Linked DNA regions of Capsicum annuum: region 2 is linked to region 1. Evidence: chromatin contacts called from public Hi-C data. All regions are on one chromosome and are shown on one strand. The core of a region is the stretch at or near the end of the contact, and the rest is flanking DNA. Distances in the headings are between cores, read along the strand shown. Region 1 holds the start of LOC107878180 (clathrin coat assembly protein AP180-like). Region 2 has its middle 63 kb from the start of LOC107857054.

The links. A called contact is a pair of places that touch in the nucleus more often than the background predicts.
Region 2: a Hi-C map of leaf shows a contact between it and region 1, with 4 times the contacts expected there. The contact joins the enhancer-like site here to the promoter of LOC107878180 in region 1. A contact is called at or near these places in 3 of 5 Hi-C or Micro-C datasets (bud, leaf and placenta).

What each region holds. Positions count from the first base shown.
Region 1 is chr7:171,275,187-171,281,215 of UCD10Xv1.1, forward strand. It overlaps LOC107878180 (clathrin coat assembly protein AP180-like), which reads left to right and starts at 3,332. Exons shown (of 1, transcript XM_016725097.2): 1 at 3,332-6,029. The coding sequence starts at 4,135.
Region 2 is chr7:171,365,351-171,371,666 of UCD10Xv1.1, forward strand. No RefSeq gene overlaps it. Among protein-coding and RNA genes, the nearest start is that of LOC107857054, 63 kb to the left of the region's middle. Within about 2 kb of position 4,386, at least 2 of the 5 cell types and tissues checked have an H3K27ac peak or open chromatin away from gene starts, as enhancers often do. A contact at or near this core is called in leaf, where this site is marked.

The sequences.
Region 1 (6,029 bases), core at 2,082-4,581:
TTTCTCTCATTTTTTATTTTCTCAATTTTTTAATTCTTTGCTTTTTTTCTCAATCTCTATTTTTTCTTGCCTTTTTTTTCTCATTTTTTTTATTTCTCTATTTTATTTGATCATTTATTCTTTTTTCAGTTCTTTTTTTCCCCTCATTTTCCTTAAACTTTATTTTTATTTTTTCTCAATTTTTTTAATACTTCATTTTTTTCATGATCTTTATTTTTTTTATTTTCTTTTTTTCTCAATATTTTTTTTATTTCTCTATTTTGTTTGATCATTTTTTTCTTTTTTTCTCAACTTCTATTATATTTTTCTAATAAATAAAAAAATGAATAATCCGCAAATGTATCTTCTTTTTTTGACATCAAAGCAAATTTAAGGGTATGAATTGTTGTTACGAAGTTCTTTGAAAATTCTTGAGATAAGTCGTGTCTCTAAGGGGGGAGTTGTAGAATATCTCATAAATAAAGGCATAATATGGTAGTGTCAACTCTTGCCCGTGTGGCATAATTTATTATTTGAAAGTCCTTGAGCTAAGTCTTGCCTCTAATGCAAGAGTTATAGAACATCCCATAAATGAAGACATACCGTGGTAGTGTCAACTCCTGTCCATGGAGCATAATTTGTAGTTTGAAAGTCTTTGAGCTAAGTCTTGCCAATAAGGTAATAGTTGTAGAACATCTCATAAATGAAAACATAACGTGGTAGAGTCAACTCTTGCCCGTGGGGCATAATTTGTAGTTTGAAAGTCCTTGAGCTAATTAAGTCTTTCCTCTAAGGCAAGAGTTGTAGAACATCTCATAAATGAAAACATAACGTGGTAGTATCAACTCTTGCCCGTGGGACATAATTTATAGTTTGAAAGTCCTTGAGCTAAGTCTTGCCTCTAATGCAATAGTTGTAGAACATCTCAGAAATGAAAACATAACGTGGTAGAGTCAACTCTTGCCCGTGAGGCATAATTTGTAGTTTGAAAATCCTTGAGCTAATTAAGTCTTGCCTTTAAGGTAATAGTTGTAGAACATATCATAAATGAAAACATAATGTAGTAAAGTCAACTCTTGCTCGTGGGGCATAATTTGTAGTTTGAAAGTCCTTGAGTCAAGTTTTGCCTTTAAGGCAAGAGTTGTAGAACATCTCATAAATGAAAACATAATGTGGTAAAGTCAACTTTTGCCCGTGGGGCATAATTTATTGTTTGAAAGTCCTTGAGCTAAGTCTTGCCTCTAAGGTAATAGTTGTAGAACATCTCATAAATGAAAATATAACGTGGTAGAGTCAACTCTTGCCTGTGGGGCATAATTTGTTATTTGAAAGTCCTTGAGTTAAGTTTTGCTTCTAAGGCAATAGTTGTAGAACATCTCATAAATGAAAACATAACGCGGTAGAGTCAACTCTTGCACGTGGGACATAATTTGTTGTTTGAAAGTCCCTAAGCTAAGTCTTGCCTCTAAGATAATAGTTGTAGAACATCTCATAAATCAAAATACAATGTGGAAGTGTCGACTCTTGCCCACGAAACATAACTTGTTGTTTGAAAGCCCTTGAGCTACGTCTTGTCTCTAAGGCAATAGTTGTAGAACATCTCGTAAATGAAAACATAACGTGGTAGAATTAACTCTTGCCCGTCGGGTATAATTTGCTATTTGAAAGTCCCTGAGCTAAGTCTTTCCTCTAAGGTAAGAGTTATAAAACATCTCATAAATCAAAATACAATGTGATAGTGTCGACTTTTGCCCATGAAACATAACTTGTTGTTTGAAAGTCATAAGTCTTGCCTCTACAATGTAGTAGTGTCAACTCTTACCCATGAAACGTAGTTTATTGTTCAAAAGTTGTAAGTCTTGTCTTTATAATGTGATAGTATCAACTCCTGCTCATAAGATGTAACTTAAATGAAATAAATCGAAAAAAAGAATAAAAATAATAAAAATTGCAGAAAAAGAAGAAAATGAAGAAATATATTATAAAAATAAAAGAAAATGTAGAAGTTGAGAGAGAATAAGAAAAAAATAAAGATTGATAAAAAAAGAAAGATTAAATAAAAATAAAGGTCGAAAAAAATTTCAAAAGATAAATAAAACAATTTTTCTTTTATAAAAGTAGACGTTGAAAAGTATAAAGAAAAAAGTAAGTGTTGAGAAAAACTTAAAAAACAAAAAAAAAAAGGAAGGAAAAAATAAAAATAATATAAAAGAAAAAAAGAAGTTGAGAGGAAAAAAGGAAAAAAGTAAGGGTTTAGAAAATTAAAACGAAAAAAGAAAAATCAAAATAAAATTAATAAGAGAAAAAAAATAAAAGTTGAAAGATATAAATATGGAGTTGTTATCCATTATGAGGATCATTTATATAATTTACTCCATTGATCAGGGGTCATTTTGTCCAAAAAAAATATTAGTTAACAGGTAAAAGCTATTTTAAGAAAGTTATTTTATTTGGGGCTAAAATTTGAAAGTCAACCCAATTTAAATCTATTTTTAAGATTCACCTTCTTACAGATGTGGTCTGCAGATGGGCGGGCTCTTTGGTGGACTGCAGGCTAGTATCACCGGCTATGGCCCATGAGTACTAGTCCATATGGGCTTATTGTGTAATCTGAGCCCAACTTATAGAGCTCAATTTTGAGTCGAGGCCTACATTCCATTGATTTGTCAGATGGTCACTCAATTAATAATTATTATTTTAAAAAATAATTTTATTTATTGAAGAAATTAGTATTAGAAAAAGTGACTTTATGAAATAATAACATCATTAGTTGAGTGAAAATCAAGCCGGCCTAGATTCTGGGACGATCTTAATATTAAATGTAGGGTTTAACTCAATTCACATAGGAGTGGGGAGACTCAAAGTATGTACATTCCGTTTTGTGAACAAATTCAGGTCCAGCTGATGAATGAAATAACAATTTCAAAGAAGAACAGCAGATCACCATTTTTTTTGACAGTTAATAGTATTTAAAAGATACTAGTAGGATCTAATGGACAATAATTAGTAAATACTCTCACCGTTTCGGAATAAGTGAATTGTTGAAGTATTTATTGGTGTCTCACCGTTTCGGAATAAGTGAATTGTTGAAGTATTTATTGGTGTTTCAAAATAAGTGAATCGTTAAATTTTTTTTTCAAATTTACCCTTATGATTTGACAACCAATTAATTTTTCAAAAGGTATGACAAGGTCAATTGTTTTTTTTTGGTAAAAATGAAAAGTTATGTTAAATTTATGTCTTTAATATTTTTTCTTTAATTTGTGTGTCAAAATTCAACAATTTATTTATTATGAAACGGAGGGAGTAGTATTATCTTTATATTAGATAGATGCTTAGGTTATACAACAATAACATATCGTGCGGGATCTAAGAAGAATGTGATATAAGCAAATCTTATCGCTACTTTGAGGGGCAGTGTTATTTATCATTATTCCTATAGCAAGTATCTGTTCAATAAATAATGGAGTTTGTATTTTTTTTTTAACTTTTCATGCCTTTTGTATAAGAAGTATTTTATATTACATGCGACTATGAGTCCTTTTAGTGGCTGTGATAGAATTTCGTACCAAGACTGAGAGAAACTCATGGAGATCCTCTCATTTTTCACATCAGAAACAGAAACGCAATGACTGATTCAGATCGAAGAAAAAAAGAACATGGAAAAACGACCATCTTTCAAATGTCTTCTAGACTAACTCCATCTTGTTCGACTAGCATTTCCGATCCTGGTCATTCATAGATAGTTGGCACTTTTAGTCCTAAGCTATCGCTCGTTCCCAATAGCCGCCGCAGTTCTGCCTTTCCCCTATTTCGTTAAAAACAGGAATTGGAATTGATCTGACAATAGCTAAGGAAAATCTATCTCTCTACCTTTCCCCCTGAAACATTAAATCTTGTCATCAATAAATTTTATCATCAAAAACAAATCTTCTTGTTTGATCTCTTACGTGGTGATCAGAAGCTACGAGAAAGATTTTAAAAAATCAATATCCCGGCTCCAATAACTTCCTCGTAATGGAGGTGAGGTACTTCTTTTATTTGAAAAAAGGATCAATCACATGATCATGTTTTGTACAAATTTTCTGCATTAAATTAAGAAATTGGACAAAGGGAAAAAAATAAGAAGAAACAGGAGTTATTAGAGTGACTAACATGCCAAGCAAGCTAAAGAAGGCAATTGCTGCAGTGAAAGATCAAACCAGCATTAGCCTTGCCAAAGTTTCTAGCAACACTTCCTCAACACTTGAAGTTGCTGTCTTAAAAGCCACCACACACGATGATGTCCCTGTTGATGAGCGTTACATTCATGAGGTTGTCCAATTAGTCTCCTCCAACAAGGCCTACGCAGCTGCATGTGCTCGTGCCATTGGCAAACGCATTGGTCGTACTAGGAATTGGATCGTCGCCCTCAAATCTTTAATGCTTGTCCTTAGAATCTTCCAAGATGGCGATCCTTATTTCCCTCGAGAAGTCCTTCATGCCATGAAACGTGGCACCAAAATTCTCAACCTTTCCAATTTTCGCGATGATTCAAATTCTAGCCCCTGGGATTTCACCGCCTTTATTAGAACGTTTGCACTTTATCTTGATGAGCGTTTAGATTGTTTTCTCACGGGAAAACTCCAAAGGCGGTGCAATTACAACGACCCTGTAAACTCCACCTATTCACGGAGTTGCAGTGATATTAGCAGGAGTAGGAGGAGCAGGAGCACGACTAATGAGGCGATACGCGAAATGAAACCAGCAATGCTACTTGACAAGATTTCGTATTGGCAAAGATTGCTTGAAAGGGCAATTGCTACACGGCCAACAGGTGCAGCCAAGACCAATTCTCTAGTACTAGCTGCTCTATATGATGTGGTACAAGAAAGTTTTGATCTTTACAAGGATATCTCTGATGGGCTTGCTCTTGTTCTTGATAGTTTTTTCCATTTACCATACCAAACATGTGTAAATGCCTTTCAAACTTGTGTTAGATCAGCGAAGCAATTCGAGGAGGTCAGCACATTTTATTCGTTATGTAAAGACATTGGTGTTGGCAGGACATCACTGTATCCGAGTGTACAAACTATAAGCGAGGAGTTAATTGAGTCATTACAAGAATTTCTCAAGGACAAATCTTCATTTCCAGTGAAATCTTCAGCAGATTTGATTCCTCAAGGACAAGTTTCAAAGAAGTTCTCAAGAAGTGGGTTTGACAGTTATGGTGGACAATCTGAGTTCTCTCTTGCAACGACTGAGACATATTCAGGTAGGAGTACTCCAACTGCTTCAGGGAACGGTTCGCCTTCTAGTTCACTAGAAGATCTAATAAAAGCCACGGTAACAGGGAGGAGCCCGTCTATTTCAATCGATTTGGAGGCCTATTCGGATATTCAATCAAAGAAGCCATTTAATGACGATGTGTGCGATACAGGTTCTGCAAGATCATTGCCAGTGTCCATGACTGATCTTGTTTCTTTATCAGAAGATAATGGAAACGAAGGCAATGAGGACGAAGTACAAGATCAGAAGCAGCAACCTGTTGAAGAGAAAGCAAAAGAACTTGACACTAAAGAAGCTAAACAAGAACAGATAAAGGAGAAACAAAAGCCTACATTAGATTCTTTAAGTTCAGTCAAAGGATGGGAAGATGTACTTAATGAGGCCTTAGTGTCATCCCCTTCTTTTAACGCCTTTCCAGACCAACAAGAACCAAAAGAGGTGCCAAGAAATGGAGAAAATATGTCCTCTGTTGAGGCTTCTTCAAGCACTGGTTGGGATTTGACACTATTTGAAGCAACCCCACAAGCAAAATCAGGACAACCCATGCCTAGTGCTGCTTCTAACGACGTTAACAGCTTCAATGCCTCCACATTGCCATTACCATCTTTCAGTGCCTTTCCAGAAAGGCAAGAACCAGAACAAGTATCAAGAAATGGTGCAAGTAGTGTATTGGATATGGTATTATTTGAAGCAACCCCACAATCAGAAGCATCACAACCTATGCCTACTACCTCCGACAACGTTAACAGCTTCTATTCTTCCTATTTGAACGAATTGTATAA
Region 2 (6,316 bases), core at 3,136-5,635, 91 kb after region 1:
TTGATTTCTACGAATAGCTTTATCAGTACTTAAGTATACAAACACACACCATTGTTTATTATTCTCCATTATATCATGCACATATGTTTTAATGTAAAACAAAGTAGAGTGATATTGACATACCTGCACTTTGTCATTCCAAAGCAAGCATAACCCTCCTGCAAGTCCAATCGAATCCACAATGATTGCATGAGGCATATTCAACTGCCTCTGAACTCTCCTCAACACGTTTTCTTAATTCTTAGTCTCACTTAGAAACACCATACTCAGAGAGTGGAGACTTATTGTCTCCTTAAAAAAGGGAACTGTCAAGGATCCCCCAAGCCTTGACAATTCTACACTATCGTCTTCATTTGGAGGAAGGGAGCTATTTTGGGATAGCCTCCCATTCCACCACACTTTTTAGTTTTTAGCCTCTACTTCTAGCATCTCATTATTCTCCACATCTCTTTTATTACCCCAATTTTTGGTACATAAATCAGTCACAACCATCTCAAATAAATTATCTTTCGAATTAGCCATTATGCTATTATGCGTACAACCTACTTCTTTAACTAATCTTTTTCAATTCTTTTTTTCCCCTTACTAGTAGTATTTTTTTCCAGTCGTGCAGCTATAAAACTATCTTCTCCTCCTTTACTTACCTCAACTGGAATATTTATTAAAGAAGCTATCATAATAGAAGTATTATCGTTAGGTGTTAATACCTGCGAGTTCGCCGTTTCCGACTTGGATTGGGATATTGCTAGTTTCTCCTGCTTCCTAGTACTTACTTGGGTTCCTTTAGTATCTCTTTTCACAGCTCTCTAAAAGTACTCCTCAAAATATCCTTCATCTATCGTATCACCAAAACCAATTTTTGATAAAATATATAACTCCTTTTCTGCTCTTCCGTCGCTCGTATCCGCAAAGATGGGTTCTTTCTCCTCCCCGCCTGTTGTATTATCCCCGTCTCCTTATTACTATTTGTACACAGGTCAATAGCCATATTTTTGTTAACTGGAATATTTACCTCTGTATCTTGTTCGTTCTGCTCTTTCGTTTGATCGTTATTTTTCAACAGTTTGTGCCAAACGTTCAGATTTCGATTAGATTCACTTGCATTTTTCTTTCTTGTTACTGATCTACCTTTTTATTCTTGAATATTCAATCATGTACCCTATCAGGCTTTCCTACAGGATGTGTTTTTGAGGATCCAGTACCCTCCATTAGTTGATGCAACGAATTATTATTTCCTCCATCCCTAATTTTTGTCGACTTTATCATATGACGTTGGCCGCTACTATTTAAAGTTTCATTCCTCTCTTGTCGTTTTGAATTCTCAATGATGATAAGATGATTTTCCGCCCTCATCCACGCACCAAATTAATTGTTTTTCAAGTTTCCCGCACGTACATCTCTTTCCCTAGTACTGCAAGATTTTTCATTATGTCCTAGTATCCCGCAATACTAACAAATGTAGGGCAGATTCTCATATCTAAACTCTACCCATTTTGTTTCGTGACCTAATTTAATCAACTTTGCCCTTGGCAGTATTTTATCAATATTCATGATCGCCTTAACCCGCATGTACTTGCCCTCTCTATTCCCATTTTCTAGGATCACAATGTCTGTTGTTCCTCCTAGCGAGTGTCCAATATTTCGTCCCACTTCTCGTGACATCCAGTGTAAAGGAATACTCCACACTTGAAGCCACAATTCACATATATTGAAGACCGCTGAATCGCTTTTTAATCCTGGTTCCCAAGCCTGCACATTTAGCAAGTACTTGTCGAATAGCCATGGGGTACTAATCGAGACTTTATTCATGCTTTCTTTGTTCGTAAACACAAAATGAAAGAAATTCTTCTCTATTTTTAAGATTCTCTGTCCGACGGGATAACCCCACACCCTTGGTATGGTATTTCTTACACCTTGTAAGCTTATTTATTTATCCGCAATAATTTTATCGAGGACACTTACTTCACAATCTTGTAAACTTATTTTAATATCAGAGAAGTCGAGCTCAACCGCATCTTTCTCGTCTTCCATTAGAATAAAGCTTCACAGACATTCCGTAATTTCCTCTTCCATAGTTGATGTTCACCTATTTAGTTTTTGAGAAATCTATAAGGTAAGTGGTGAAAATAGGTGGTTTGATTATTAAAAACAGTAAACTGATATGTTTTTGTGGGTTTTTAGGATTCAAGGAGAGTATTTTGGGTGTTTTGAATGGCTAAAAATGTTTGAGATCACATGAAATTTTATTAGGCTGGGTTGTTTGTTGTTGTTGGGTAATTATCTGTAACAAAGTTAATGAATATCTTCAGCAAGATAAGAATTAGAATCCTACTAGGAGGAAAATACTCCCATGCAGGGAGAAAGCAACTCTCACGTAGAGAGAAAAACGTCTTTCCAAAAGGGGCTTCCTTTATTATTAATACTATTATACCCTACTTCTATATGACAGTATTGTTCTCAATACATTGAATATGTAACAAGATGTAATTTTGAATTGTATGGACAAATTGGGGTTAAAATTTTACCAAAAAGAAGTTACTTAGATGATTTCTTTTCATTTTACTTCAGTATAATTTTTTACGAGTAGAGTTACTTAATATTTTTATGTTAGTAAGTGGAATGCATAGCCAATGAAATAATTAAAGTCCGTATAAATTGAGGTAAACATCATTGTTGTAAAAAATAGTTAAAATAATATAATTTTGCAATCTTTGAAGTTAAACGATATAGTGTGAGTGACATAATTAGGAATACGTCTGGAAAAGCTTATTTTGAACTATTAAAAATATATAGTTAGATACTTATGTTTTATAAATAATTTCATTAACGGTAAAAGAAAATTTTAAAACTAGATTATTTTTAATATAGTTAAGTGATGTTTTTTTTTTTGAAACAAATTAAAAAGAAATGATTGCAACATAAAATGAAAACAAAAGGAGTACTACTTCTCTTTGGACCAGGAATTTGTTTAATATTTAATAGAATTAATTAAATTCGTATTTTTTCGTATTTAGTCTGAACATGCTTAATTGAGAAATTAGATAATGGCATACACAAATTTTGTATTTTGATGAATAGAGTTACATAATATTTTTATGTTAATAAATGAAATGCATAATCAATGAAATAATTAAAGTTCGTATAAATTGAGCTAAATATCATTGTCATAAAATAGTATAAAATAATATAATTTTGCATAAATCTTTGAAGTTAAATGGTATAATGTGAGTGATATAATAAAAGAATACGTTTGAAATAGCTTATTTTGACGAATTAAAAATACATATAGTTAGATATTTATATTTGATAAACAATTTCATTAACGGTAAACCAAAAAACTTACAATTAAATTATTTTTAATATAGTTAAGTATCCTTTTTGTAACAAACTAAAAAGAAACGGCTCCAAAATAAAATGGAAACAAAAGGTACTCTACTTCTCTTTGGACCATTAGGAATGTGTTTAATATTTAATAGAATTAATTAAATTCGTAATTTTTCGTATTTAGTCTGAACAAGCTTAATTGAGACAAATTAAATCACGGCAAACAAAAATTGTTAAATTTTAAATAAAGTCCCACATATGTAACACATGATTGTCTTCTTTAACCACTCTTCTTTTCTCTAATCTAAGTTCCAAATTTGTTTTACATGTGATGCCTCCTAAAAGAAACACTTGCACCATGTTCTTGAAAATGCAAACTAAAGAGCATGTCAAAAAGAAAAAGGATATTAAAAGAGTGATCACTGTGGGGAAAAGAATTAATAGAACCTATGCCTAAGCATTAATCTATATGTTGGAAATATTATTTTCTAGGAAAATATAAATTTTATTTTGCTATCTTTTATAGTTTTTATTTATATTATATTTATTTCCTAATTTTATTTAAGTTTTATCTTGATTATGCTTTAATCTCCTTTTTTGAAAATTGGAGTGTGTAATTACTTACTCCCAGTTGTACAAAATTCTTTCCCTTAGTTGGCCGAATAAGTTATATCCAATCAATTCAAATCCACAATTACCAAATATCTTTTCAAACACGCCCTTAAAGGGCGTTTGATGTGAGGTATAAAGAATAAATAATTTCGGGATAAAATGAAGGACTATTTTATCCCATGTTTGATATGAGGTATTATTTAGTACCGAAATTAGTTATCTCACTATTTACACCATAATGATGGAATAAGTTATTCTATATACATGGCAGAATAAGTCCCGGGACAACTCTTTCCCAACCAAACCACACCTTAAAGAAAAATCATGATCAACTGCCAATTAACAACACTTTAAATATAACTTTTCCACCTAATCTTATTATCTCCTAAACCCCTTCAAATATCAATGGGTTGTTCTAAAATAAGGTACATTCACTGAGGGCTTCAGTAGCCAGCCCATATTCAAGTCCAGAAGAAGGGAAAAGGAAAAATAGTTGAACGATGAGAGGGCCACAGAGTTTGGACTCAATGAAGAAATTGGACATATATTGGCCCAAATTATTGCTGTAACTCCGAGAGTTAGGTTAAAATTGAACAAATAAATGGATTATTATCCACATAGTTTAAGATCAATTTTAATAGTATAAATAACACAAATCCCAGTCTTATTAGACTTATTTACCTTCTTCCCCATCTTATTAATTAATTTGTTCTCTCTTTCGATTAATATGCATAGCTCTGCCACTATATACATACCGCGCTATGTATATGAAAATCTACTGCCAACATTTTAATAGGAAAATAACAGATTTTCTCTTATATTTAAGACGCAATTAATGCCGCAACATTAATAATAAATTACAACATCCCTTAATTTGTGTAACAACTATACTAATTCAAATTTTGAAAAACAACAATACATAAAAAGAAAATCAACCAAAAAATCAGAAATCACAAACAATCCAATCACTGATTTTTGATCTCTTGAAAAAAAAATTGATTTTATTTGTATTAAACAAGATAAATATTGCAATTCTTTTGAGGCACTCTGTTGAATGAAAAAATGAAACAAAATATATATTCATTGTATGTTCCAGATTTTGAAGTTAATTATCGTGATGACATATAATTATGTGTATTGTTATGTATATTTTGATGATTAATACTTGCTATTGATGTTATTAAATGTTTATGGAGTATCAAAATTATGTAATTGTACAACTATGGTAATCGCAACAATTTATAAGTAAATATGTATTTGAAAAAAAAATGACTTTAACTAATACTTTATAGATTATTATGTGGAAATGTAAAGATTAGTTACGTATATGAAAATTTTATTTTGCAATTGATTTTATTGTGTTAGAAAGTAATATGTCATGTATTTAACTGGTGTTCATATGAATGCATGTATATGGATGGATGGATGGATAGATGGATAGATGGATAGATGGATAGATAGATCGATAGATGGATCGATCGATCGATAGATAGATGGATGGATGGATGGATGGATGGATGGATAGCTAGATAGATCGATCAATCGATGGATGGATGAATGGATGGATGGATGGATGGATGGATAGATGGACAGATGGATAGATGGATAGATAGATGGATAGATGGATGGATGGATGGATGGATAGATGGATGGATGGATGGATAGATGGATGGATAGATAGATAGATGGATGGATGGATATATGGATGGATGGATAGATAGATGGACGGACGGACGGACGGACAGATGGACGGACAAACGGACAAACGGACAGACGGACGGACAGATGGACGGATGGACGGACAAACGGACAGACGGACAGACGGGGAGATGGATGGATGGATGGACAAATGGACAGACGGGCAGACGGACATACGGACAGACGGACGGACGGACGGATGGACGGAGACAGACAGATAGACAGATAGATAGATAGATGGATCGATCGATAGATAGATCGAATGATAGATAGATCGATAGATCAATAGATCGATAGATCGATAGATAAATCGAATAATAGATAGGTAGGTAGGTAGGTAGGTAGGTCGGTCGGTAGGTAGGTAGATAGATAGATAGATAGATAGATAGAGTAAGAGTTTGAATCAAACATGGTAACGAATTCAAAAATTGTAACTTCTGCATAATGGCTCCTTGATTTTAGGCTTCTTTCAAGGAGAACAACCGTACAAAAGTTGCAAAAGTTATGTATATGTACTTTTAGAGAGAGAAATTTAAAAAATGCAATTTTGTAATATGTTTTGAAAGTTGGGATTTTGTGTAATATGTGATACTTAAGTTGTGGCTTTTTGTAATTTTTAAATTTTAATAACCAATAAATCACCAAACTCTTCAGCCAACTTCGAACTTATTTTTTTCATGTA